Regions from separate parts of the Oryctolagus cuniculus genome. Here region 2 is linked to region 1. The links are chromatin contacts, called in public Micro-C maps. All regions are on one chromosome and are shown on one strand. Each heading gives the region's core, a stretch centred on a gene start, on an enhancer-like site or on the middle of the called end of the contact. The rest is flanking DNA. Distances are from core to core; before and after follow the strand shown. Region 1 overlaps LOC138843859 (a long non-coding RNA gene). Region 2 holds the start of TNFRSF1A (TNF receptor superfamily member 1A).

The links. Hi-C and Micro-C count contacts between places; a contact is called where the count stands out from the background.
Region 2: a Micro-C map of ear pinna shows a contact between it and region 1, with 2.2 times the contacts expected there. The contact joins the promoter of TNFRSF1A here to the enhancer-like site in region 1. A contact is called at or near these places in 2 of 6 Hi-C or Micro-C datasets (ear pinna and psoas muscle).

Annotation. Positions count from the first base shown.
Region 1 is chr9:103,066,329-103,071,952 of mOryCun1.1, forward strand. It overlaps LOC138843859 (a long non-coding RNA gene), which reads left to right. Exons shown (of 5, transcript XR_011378980.1): 2 at 1,981-2,119; 3 at 3,827-5,624. Among named protein-coding and RNA genes, the nearest start is that of LTBR, 25 kb to the right of the region's middle. Within about 2 kb of position 1,598, at least 1 of the 8 cell types and tissues checked has an H3K27ac peak or open chromatin away from gene starts, as enhancers often do. A contact at or near this core is called in ear pinna, where this site is marked.
Region 2 is chr9:103,132,274-103,138,542 of mOryCun1.1, forward strand. It overlaps TNFRSF1A (TNF receptor superfamily member 1A), which reads left to right and starts at 2,389. Exons shown (of 10, transcript XM_002712835.5): 1 at 2,389-2,752. The coding sequence starts at 2,714.

The DNA.
Region 1 (5,624 bases), core at 348-2,847:
TTATATAAAGTAGATCTTAAATTCCCTCAAACATTATAATTCTGTTAACAGTGAACATCTTTCGCACCCTTCAACTTAGAATCATTAGCTGAAAATCAACCATATGTATTCTCTTATTTTTTCAATCATACATTTTAAATAGAATAATGAGGCTAATCTATAATTCTACTATGTCAAGTTCTTTTAGGTATCACAAAAACTTTAAGTAATAAATACACACAGATAATCCCAGTGACAAAGCTATTTGAAAATTAGCAGGAGTTTGATTTGCTTCATCACTTTGATTTTCTCTTTAAAAAAAAAAAAAAGATGTATTTATTTATTTGAAGGGCAGAGAGAGAGAGAGAGGATCTTCTACCTGCTGGATCAACAACCAAATGGTTGCAATGACTGGGGCTGGGCCAGGCCAAGGTCAGGAGCCTGGACTTCCATCAGGTCTCCCACATGGACCACCTTCTGCTGCTTTCCCAGGTACATTAGCAGGGAGCTGGATTGGAAGTGGAGCAGCCAGGACTGGAATCAGCGCCCACCTGAGATACCAGTTTTGCAAACTGCAGCTTAGCCTGCTCTGCCGTGACACTGGCCCCAGCTTTGACTCTTTTAAGTTAAGGTTTGACCACAGACGTATAACCAAAATGAGTGATGTGGAATAGGAACATATTATTATTATTTAAAGATTTATTTATTTGAAAGAGTTACAGAGAAGGAGAGAGAGAGATAGAGATAGAGATAGAGAGAGAGAGAGAGAGAGAGAGGTCTTTCACCCTCTGGTTCACTCCCCAAATGGCCTCAACGGCCAGAACTGGGCCAGGACGAAGCCAGGAGCCAGGAGCTTCATCCGGACCTCTCACATGGGTGCAGGGGTCTAAGCACTTGGGCCATCTTCTGCTGCTTTCCCAGGCCATAGCAGAGAGCTGGAATGGAAGTGGAGCACCTGGGACATGAACTGGCACCCATATGGGATGCAGCAGCTTTACTGTCCACGCCACAACACTGGCCCCTTTTTATTATTTAAAAAATTATTTATTAGGGCCTGCATTGTGGTACAGTGCATTGGGCTGCTGCCTGCAATGCTAAGCATCACATATGAGTGCAGGTTCTAGTCCCAGTTGCTTCCGATCCAGTAAGATCTCTGTCTCTCCTCTTTCTGTAACTCTGCCTTTCAAATGCATAAAAATAAATTCTAAAAAAATTTTAATTAATATAAAGAGAAAAGATTTCACGTATTTCAGATACAATTGTAAGAACATAAGAATATTTCCCTGTCTCCCTCCCTTCCTAAAAATAAGTCTGTAAAAAATTATTTATTTATGAGAGAGAAAAAGAGAGAGAGAGATCATCTGTCTGCTCATTTACTCCTCAAATGCCCCCGACAGCCAGAGGTGGGGTGAGGACTGAAGCCAGGAGCTGAAACCCTGCCCAGGTCTCCCCCGTAGGTGGCAGGCACCCAGCTATTTGAGCCGTCACGGCTGCTCCTGAGGGTGCACACCAGCATGAGGCTGGAGCGAGAAGCAGGAGCCAGGCACTCCCTGTGGGCTGCAGGCGGCCTGATTGACTGCTCCACCGTGCTGCCAGATGCCTGCCCCAGAGCTGCTATTTTCAAGCTTAGACCTTACGCCGGGGAGGGAGCCCCGGGAAGGCTGTTGCCTGTGCAGGGGTGTGTGTGTGTGTGGCGCGGAGGAAGAGTGAGCACCCACTGGAATCTGTCTCCGCCTCCAGCCCTGATGACATCAGCCACGTGCAGAAGGACCCAGCCCTCAGTGCCGAGGCGCTGCACACTCGCCTGGCCCAGGAACTGCCGAAAGTGAAGGAGGGGAGGCAACAGGGCGGGAGGCCCTGCAGGCCTGGCTGCTACCCAGGCAGACAACGGCGCCCGGAAGGTCACGGCCATGCGTGTGAGCTGCTGCCGCACCTGGCACCCCCTGCTGCCCTTCACAGCACAGCGCCTGCCGATTCAGTCCTGCTTTTCTACCTTTTCAGTTGCACACGTCTCCTGAACACAGTACCCTAACCTAGAACACATACCTCTAACCCAGGGAAGAATTTCCAAGAACAAGGCTGTCATCTCAGATGCAAAGCTGGTACAAAGCTGCCTCATCAATTCCAAACCTATCTGCAGGTAAAAGGACACCTGTCAGGGCCGGCATTGTGGCATTATTGGGTAAAGCTGCTGCCTGCAATGCCTGCCAACTGGGGCTATTTTTTGCTGCTTTCCCGGGTGCCTGGTGCATTAGCAGAGAGATGGACTGGACGCAGAGTAGCCGGGACTGGGCATTCGTAGGGGATGCCGGTGTCGCAGGTGGCAGCTTAACCCACTGTACCACAACGCTGGCCCCTTAAAGTTTTATTTTATTTAAAAATTTTATTTTATTTATTTATTTGAGAGAAAGAGAGAGAAAGAAAAAAAGATAGAGGTATCCTCCATCTGCTAGTTCATTCTCTAAATGCCTGCGACAACTGGGGCTGGGTCAGGCAGAAGCCAGGAGCCGGGCACTCCATCTGGGTCTCCCACGTGGGTGACAGGGACCCAAGGACTGGAGTTACCACCTGCCGCCTCCCAGGATGTGCATTAGCAGGAAGCTGGCATTGGACTTGAACCCAAGCACTCTGACGTGGGATGGGGGTGTCTCAAGTGGCGTCTTAGCTGCTGCTCCAAATGGCCACCTGGCCTGCAATGATTTAAGCTGCTTTGCAAATTTAACTATTTCTGATTTTCTGTAAGTCCCTATATGCCCTTTCCCCCTCCCCAAATAAGCCCATACCCTTCCGATGGGTTTAGATTTACAACTTACTTTCTGGTCCAAACTGCACCCTCATGAGAGTACCTGGAAGTCTGGAGTCCCCGCCCATGCTGCAGCCACTCTTGGCAGTGCTTCCCTTTGCCCCCCTGGCCACTGCCTGCTTTCCTTAGCCTCTGGCCCTGTGGATCCCAGCTCTGTAGATACTGCAGTGACATCGGCGGGCGTCTGCAGGACTCTGCTCACAATGCTGCAGCTAGGCTAGCGATGCTGAGCGCTGGGCAGGGCCCTGTAATGCTCAGGGGTAAGGCCGGGAGGTGCAGAGCAGAGGTGCCTACTTTGCTCAGCCACAGCTGAGATACTCCCTAGGGAGAAGGGGGTCCACGCGCTCCTCTAGGGAAGGGACGGGCGTCAGCAGCAGCCATGGACAGCCTCTGTGCTCCAGCAGGGTGGGGAGGAGGGCCTTGTGGGCCGGCGGCATAAGGAGGACGCCCCCAGCTGGGGCTCACTGCCCAAGGAGCCCTCTGCTTGCTAGGCCTGGGTTTGTTTGAGCAGAGGCGGGAGGCTCCTGTCCCCCCTGCTTGGGCCTCGGGTGCCCCCTTGTGGTGGAATAGTGATGTGCTCCTCAGAGGGTTTCAACATCTCAGCACCGGGTTTCTGCTATCCAGCGTCTCCACCCCCCACCCCCCCACCCCAGGAGGGTTTTCCTGTGTCCGCATAGCAAATCCCAGGGATTAGGGGGCCGCTGATGTGGGCAGAGGGGCTCAGTCCCAAAGTCTATCTGTGGCTGTTGAGTCATCTGTCTTTAACAGAACCCTAAAGAATGCACCAGAGTGTTATGTAATCTTTAAAGCTCTTGGATTTTCTGGCCTATTTTGGCCCAAACTCTAGCCCAGTGGTTCTTACTTAGCTTTTTGGGAAGAGAAACGGGGATCTTGGAGAATCTTAAAAAGATGTGGATCTTCCTTTCGGAAATGCACGGGCATACTATGTTATGAAGAGAATTTAAGAATTTAGTAGACTCGGGACTGGGATCCACCTGGTTTGTAAAATCGTCTACTGTAGATCCGTTTCCATTTGCTTCTCAGAAACTTGGCGCCTTCCAAGGAAATGGACGACATGTACTTAAGACAAGCTCGAGAGAGGAAGGACACGGGGTCAACTTTCTTCTGCCCAGAGAAGCAACAATGCCTTGTGCCTTTGGTGAACAGATCTCAGGAACACAAACAAGAGAACCTCAGGAGGGATCTTCTTCAAGTTGTCCAAGCCGACGTGTCTGAATGAGACAAAAGGCAGCCACTCTGCGGCAGCCTTGCCTACAGCAGTTCTTAGGCTCTTACTTCTGGCTCATCCCAGATGTCCGAAATATCTCTGAAAGTTTCCAGAGTCAGAGAAAAACATTTAAGAGATTCCAAAAACTCAGCGCCTGGCCTGCTTCTCAGAGAAACCATAAACAAATTGATCTATGTCCCTTTAAGACACATCTATAAAAGGATTTTTCTTTTGGCTGGGTATTACACATTTGCTTAATAAATATTTACGTAATGCACATTGGGAAAGAGAATTTTAGAGTTGGTAGAAACTTGAGGGGCTGGTGCTGTGGCGTAGAGGGTAAATCCTCCTCCTGCAGTGCCGGCATCCCACATGGGTGCCGGTTTGAGTCCCAGCTGCTCCACTTCCGATCCAGCTCTGTTTACTATGGCCTGGGAAAACAGTGGAAGATGGCTCCAGTCCTTGGGCCCCTGCACCTGCATGGGAGACCTGGAAGAAGCTCCTGGCTCCTGGCTTCAGATGGGCCCAGCTCCTGCCACTGTGGCCATTTGGGCAGTGAACCAGTGGCTGGAAGACCTCTCTCTCTTTCTCTCTCTCTCTCTCTCTCTCTGCCTCTGGCTCTCCGGCTCTCTGTAACCTTGTCTTTCAAATAAATAAATAAATCTTAAAAAAAAATGAAAGAAGTCAACTTCCACCCACTCATTCATTCACTAAAGTTAATGATCAATAAAGAGAACTGTTTTAATGGAGATTCTTCAAAAAGCAGAAGAAGGGGCAAGACTTTTTGGGGAGTGGTGAGGACACGGGTTGGGACACCATATCCCGTATCAGAGTGCCTGGGTTCAAGTCCTGGCTCAGATTCAGATTCCAGGTTCCTGCCCTAGGAGGCAGCAGATGATGGCTCAAGTATTTGGGTCTCTGCCACCCACATGGGAGACCTGGGTTGAGTTTGGGCTTCTGGCTTTGGCCTGGCCCAACCCTGGATGTTGTGGGTTATTTGAAGAATGAAGCAGCAAATGGGAGAGCCCTCTGCCTCTCTCTCCTTCTCTCCTCTCTCTCTGCCTTTTAAATAAATAACAAACAAATACACAAACATTTTTTTAAAGGCAGAGGAGGCCTAGCCGCAAAGCCCACTGAACCTGCTGTGCGGGGGAGGCCGCGGTGAGCTGCAGCTCGATGGGGTAGCAGGGGCTTGTCTCAGACCGCATTAAGCAGCGTGCAACTGGGGAACGCACTGTGGCACAGAGCCAAGGGAAATCCAAGCCTGTACCCTACTGGCACCTTTTCCTGGTTTCCACAAAGGCACAGTGTGGACTACCAGTCTCGGGACGCTGGCTAAGGCGTGGAAACGGAAAAAAGAGCGAGGTGCGTCCGCAGAACCGGTATTTCAGCCTGGCTGGGGAAAAAGGACCCAGTGAGAAGGTTGAGTCTGCGCAGAGACAGAGACGTGAGGCCACGTCCTGACCTCACGCCCGCAGCGGGAATGCTGGGAGCGGCATGGGGACCTCTTTCCCAGACTGCCTCTGGGAGGGGTGCTGGGGAGGCTGTGGCCGGGAGATGGCCTGGCCCTGGGGGCGAGCAGCGACGGCAGAGGAGAGAGTGGTCAGTGGTCCA
Region 2 (6,269 bases), core at 1,139-3,638, 67 kb after region 1:
TCATGCCCAGTATTGATGCGCTGCCTCCCGACCGTCCTCACTCTCAGCTGATGCGGGAAATGCTCTGCCCAGCTGGGTCCGCTGTCACACAGTCCTCAGGTGCAGCCTGCCCGTGGCTGCCCAGCCCCACCCAGCCCCAGGCTGGGAGGACCTGCCAGACCAAGCCGGGCCCCTTATGGATGACTGCACTCAGCATCTCCACCCATGGCCGGGCTTCTCCGTGCCTGTGCGCGCGTGGACCCTGCCGTGTTTCCTTATCCCCACCCCTTGCCCCAGCTCCTCCTAGGAGCTAGAATCCGAGTGTCCGAGGGAATAAAGGACTTACGTTGCTTCGTTTTCTGTCTCAGGTTTATAGGGTGAAGTGGTTTGTCCAGGTTCGTGATTCTTTCAGAACGAGCCTGGAACCCAGGTCACCTGTGACTCACCCTATTTCCCGGTGACACACACAGGACTGGGGCTAGAACCCACGTCACCTGGTCTAGGAGTCCAGTGCAGGGTCCAGTCCAGGTCTTGGGTTAAGTGTGTGTGTGTGTGTGTGTGTGTGAGAGAGAGAGAGAGAGAGAGAGAGAGAGAGAGAGAGAGAAACAGACTTGATGGGAGGAGTCTCTTACCTGAAACTTTGTTCTTCAGCCTTTACTCCTGGACCCCGAAGCCAACTCTTCATCCCGAATCTGCCCCCTTCTGTTTCTCCCATATGGGATGCCAGTGTCAGCAGTGCTGCAACCAGGGTTTAACCTACTGTATACAATGCCAGCCCCAGTGCCTGCACTGTGTGCCAGTGACCCTGCTCCTTCTAAAACTCTGCCTGGGCCCACTCTAGCACACCTGGGGCCTTTCTGTGTGTTGGCAGTGAGCTGCTTGCTCTGTGAGCTCAGCTTTGACCAGGAGCTTGGGGATGGGGTGGACTGTCAGCAGTGGGGACATCCAAGCTCCATTCTCATCCACAGATGCTCTGTCCTGGCACCATAGAGGGGGAGCCCAGGAAGACCCAGGAGGGTGGCCTCCAGGCTGGGTGGGAGGTCAGCTGGCAGGTGAGGGGAGAAGGGGTTCAGAGCTGTGATGCCAAGTCCAAGGCCCGAGGACCTCACTCTTCTGTCTCCCTGGACGTCCGGCAGCCTCAGCAACCAAAGCCCAGGGCTGAGCTAAGTCGAGGGAAGGTCGTGGCACCCGAAAGCATCTGAGTGGATGTTCTATTTCTTGTAGGAATCCCTGGTGAGAAGTTCTGCACAACTAGGAATGGTGTAAAACACCAGAGTTAGGGGGTGGAGTCTGCCTCATACAAACGGAGTCTCTGGCCCAGGCCGCCCCCCACATCCCCACCGCCCCAGGACTCCTCACCCTATCTACTCTGGCTCTGGGCAGGCCGGGCCCCCGATGTGGACAGGTTCAGCTGGAAGCTGGTGGGGAGGATCTGATCCAAGCCCTGCCGGTTCCCATGGAGCTGACCTGGATGTGGGCAGGGCGGCCTGTGTGGCCCCCCCCCCCCCCACCTCCAGGAACGTCTGGCCTTTCCCTGGCCCTCCAAGCTGCCCCTGCAGTGGGTGTCTCAGAGCCAAAGAGGACCTGGGACAAGGAGGCAGGAGTCCTGGGTTCTCTCGGCTGCTTTGTCTCCTGGCACAGCATGCACTCTGGACCTCTGTTCCCCTTCTATAAAGTCAAAGGGTTGCAGAGTTTTCTGTAGGGCAGGGGCTGGTTGATGTATCAGAGTAGTTGGGAAGGGGGCACTGAACGTCCTGGAGACCCCTGTATTTCCAAGGCATCCTCCTGGGTGTGGTGTCCTCGGAGGGAGGCGCACAAACAACGCTACATTGAGCCAGCCCTGACTCAGGAGAGGGGTTGGGGGATGGATGGCCCACAGTCAGCCACAGAGCCACGCTCAGACTGGACGAGTGAGCGGCCGAAGGCCAGGACCCGATCTGGGCAGACACCTAAGGTTAAGACTGACGCTGGGTAAATTCCCAAGAAAGTGGGAGATGAGGGAGCTGGAACTCTGGGGACAAGGGGAAGGTTATGAGGGCGCACTGAGTGCTCACCCTGCATCAGGAAGCAGACCCTTTCAATCAGTCCTTGTAGCGGGCCCACGAGGCTGCTCATGTCCATTTTGCAAACTGGAGAACAGTCTCAGGCTACTTATGGGCTGAAGGCCACCCAGCTGGGCTGGAAGCCCATGCATTTGACTCTGGGTCTTTTCATTGCTGTTCCATTGGGTCAGGCTGGTGCTGGGGTGGGGGACCCAGGCTCACTGCACCTGGTGTTTGGGTTGGGAGTGGTCAGATCGGTGGGTTGAGGGGGACACAAAGCAGCCAGATCCAGGGCTGCACTGCCTCTACCTGGGGTCGGAAGAGTTAAAGAACCTTCGACCCCTCCTCCCGCCTCCTCCCCAGGCTCTTCCTGTCGCTGGGTTGCAACACCGCCTGCTGCCACTCAGCCTTCTCCTCCCACCTCCTCCCTCCTCTCGGCTGTAATCTCTCTGAATTCTTCAGATTCGGGCTCCAGTTCTGGCCTAGGGTTCGAGAACCCTGGGGCCCGGCCCGTGGTCTCCGATCCTGAGTCTCCACTCTCAATTTCCCAGTCCAAAGCCCCTCCCCGCGCCTCGCCTGCCCTCGGGACCAGCGGGACTGACCCGCTCCTCCCCAGCCGCCGCCGCCGCCGCCGCCGCCGCCGCCAGCGCCCGAGCCCCAATGGGGGAGTGAGAGGCCCCAGCTGGCCGGACATGGGCCTCCCCACCGTGCCTGGCCTGCTGCTGCCACTGGTGAGACCAGGGACCCAAGCGGGAGCGGGGCAGGCCCTCCTCGGCGAGGGGCCGAGGCTTTCCTGTGTGCTCGGTGTCGCCGCAGGCCCGCGCGGCCCCGGCCCAGCCCCTGCCGGTTGATGTCCCCAGCCCTCCGGCCTGGAGCTGGGGCGGGAGAGAGTGTGCGAGGGGTGAAAGTGAAGGAGGCCTGGGGAGGGTGCGGGCCTGGGGCGGCCGGACTGTTGGCGGGGGAGGTGGTGGGCAGGCCGCGGCGGGGCAAGATTTGGCGGGGAAAGGAAAGGAGTGGGAGAGTGGGGTCAGAGCTCTCCGGGTCAGTCCAGAGGCTCCGGAGTTCTGTCCCTCTGGTCAGCTGAGTGGCCTGGGCATGCGGGGCTGTGCGGGGTGCGGCTGGCCTACAGAAGCTGTCTGAGCAAACTTCCACAGTTTGGAAGGCTGGTGAAGCCGGGAAGTGGAGTCCAGGAGAGGGCCTAGGGGGGTGGGGTGGGTTTGGGGTGCTACCTGGCTGGGCCTCCCCCACTGGGGGACTTTCGTACCCCTTCCACCCCTGGGTGGGCTGCGTGGTAGGAGTCTCCCGCGGGACTGACCCCTCGCAGGGGATGCCAGCATTGCCACCTGTGCCTAGCCAGGGTCCTGCAGCCCACAGACCTGAGCACCAATCCTTGGTTTTTTCTTCTACAGTTTGGTTTGGGGAAGTTGGTAGAAAGTTGTTTTCGTCACTGGAAAATGTTCCTTTCTCCAGCTTCAGCCTTGTTTCACTGACTCCTCGTTCTTCCTCAGTGCCGGGAACTCACCTCTTGCCCATACTTCAAGCCCTGTGCCCTGCCTCATGGGGTGGGCTTTCCCTGCCTGTGTGGACCAGTTTCTCTGGCCCCTGCCCAATTGCGGCCCACCCAGTGCCCGCGTCCACTTCCCTTACCTTTGTCTCAACACCATTCCTTCCTTTCCTCGCTGTCTCTCCAGAGGTTTCTCAGACTTGCCGGGCTTCCTTTTTTTAAAGTTTATTTATTTATTTGAAAGGCAGAGAGAGAGAGAGAGAGAGCGCACAAGAGATTAAAGACAGAGATCTTCCGTCTATTGATTCATTCCCCAAATGCTCACAACAGCCAGGGCTGGGGCAGGCCAAAGCCAGAAGTCAGGAATTGCATCCAGGTCTCCCATGTGGGTAGCAGGGACCTAAGTACTTGAGCCATCATCTGCTGCCTCCCAGAGGGTGTGTGTATTAACAGGAAGCTGGATCCCAAGTGGAGCCACGACTTGAACCCGGAGGCTCTAATAGAGGATGCTTGTATCTCAAGCAGTTTCTTCTATTCTTCCTTTCTTCCTCTTTTTTTTTTTTTAAAAACATTTATTTATTTACTTGAAAGGCAGAGTTAGAAAGAGAGAGAGAGAGAGAGAGAGAGAGAGAGATCTTCCATCCGCTGGTTCACTCCCCAAATGGTCACAACAGTCAGGACTGGGCCAGGCTGAAGCCAAGAGCCAGAAACTCCATCCGGGTCTCCCACGTGGGTGGCAGGGGCCCTAGAATTGGGCCGTCTTGTGTTGCCTTCCCAGGAGCATCATCAGGGAGCTGTCCTGGAAGCAGAGCAGACAGGACTCGAACCTGTGCTCTGATATGAGGGTGGTGGCCTGATCCACTGAGCTACAGTGCTGGCCCCCTGCAGCGTCTTAACCTCTGCGCCAGATGTCCGTCCAGGGCCTCCTTTGTGAAACCTCGTCTGTCCTGCTGGCCCCCCACCCCTCTTCTCTGCTGTGGTCCGCATTTCTGGACCCCTGTTCCCAAAGCAGCGCCCTTGGTCGCTCTCCTCTTCCTTCTCCACTCCTGCCTCCCCTGCCTTCTCCAGATCTGCCTTCCCCTCCAGCTGCCCAGCTGAAGGGCTCGGTCTTACCTCTGCTGTCTCTTTGGGGATCCATCCCCTGGCTCGCCCCCATCACAGCTGCGTGAACTTGAGCAGGTTCTATAAACCCTCCATGCAGGTACAAACTGCACCACCTGGGCCCTGCTTCATAGCGCTGATCTGAGATGAAGCAGGTTGATATTTGTTAGGGGCAGGGGTCTCCAAAAAGTTCATGGAAATGCGAATGATGAGAAAACTGTGCCTAAGCCTGGATCTCACTAAAAATAAACTCACTTTGAATTCCATTTTCTGTGAACTTCTCTGCCGTCCCCTCGTGGTTTTCGATTTGTTAACTATTGCGTAGAGATCGCAGCAGCGAACAAACTCCTGTTCTCATGGAGTTCACGGCCTAGTGGAACGGGACACAGCAGACAGCCCTCCAGAGGCGTTCAGCTTCTATGCACTGTTAGTAGTAGGTACTCAGTGGCCGCCTGTGTTTAGAAAACAGAAAGTCAAGGTAACTGAACAGGAGGGTGCTGGGTCCTGGGCTGCTGTTGTCCCAGGGCGGCCATGACCGTCACAGGACAGAGCCTCGGCTGGCGCTGACCAGGGAACAGGACAGACAGACACGTAAGGCTGCCCGTGAACTTCTCAGGTTGTCCGCATGCAGTGGGCAGCACAGAATTCATGGCTGCGGGCAGTGTCCCTGTGAGTGGGGCCACAAAGGAGTGAATACAAGACAGGGGTGGCAAAGCCAGCAGGACTTCACTGCTCCCCACGAGCCTCCAGCCTAGGAGCCAAGACAGTTTACAGAAAAAAAAAATTTCAGACCAGTCTGGAGGAAAATACCCACAGATGCGTTGTGATGTCCTAGAGCACAGATGGGAGGTGGAAGGCTTGGGGGGACGTGCCTCCAAGCCCCCGTTTGCTAATCTTTCTTGGCGGGCAGATCTCACCTTCGGGAAATGCAGGAGCTACCCCAGGCTGGCTGAGGGGTCCTGCCTGCGACAGAGCACTCCCGGGATCCAGCCTTGGCTGTCTTTGGCCCAGCGAGAGCCCTTTAAGAGCAGGAGCCGGTGTCATCCGTCTAAGTAGCCCCAGCACCCCTTGGGAACCTGGCACATAGCCTGTGCCCCTTACCTGTTCGTTGAATACAGTAAAGAACAAAAACCTTGTAGAAAGGTGGGTTTGGAGCTGCCATGTGGCAGGAGTGAGGGAGAAATGGAATGAACAATAGCCTTGAACATGGGCTCAGGGTGAGGAATTCATTCATTCAGGCCCTGTTCTCATGGGGCGCACCGTGTGCCTGGGCTGTGTTCGGAACAGAAGTGAGGCGTCCCTGGGAAGCAGCAGTCCCCTAGAAGCGATGTTTAAGTCAGGCTCTGGAGATGGAGAGGCGAATTCACACAGCAGCCAGTGCAAGTTGAAGCCTGCGTGCAGATAAGAAAGTGCGTGGGCTGGATGGGAGCGGGAAAGAGGCCGGCCTGGCAGTCACCTGGAAGACGGCTGCAGCCATCCAGGGGACGTGGCAGGCCTAGAGAGCCCGCAGAGGAAGGAGCAGAGAGGTGAATGGACAGGTAGGGTGGCAGCAGGGTTAGGGACAGGATCCCGAGATGAGAGCTGTGTCTGAGGCCTTGGCGTTGGCAGGGTGACATTTGTGAGACGGTGACATAGGTGAGAGT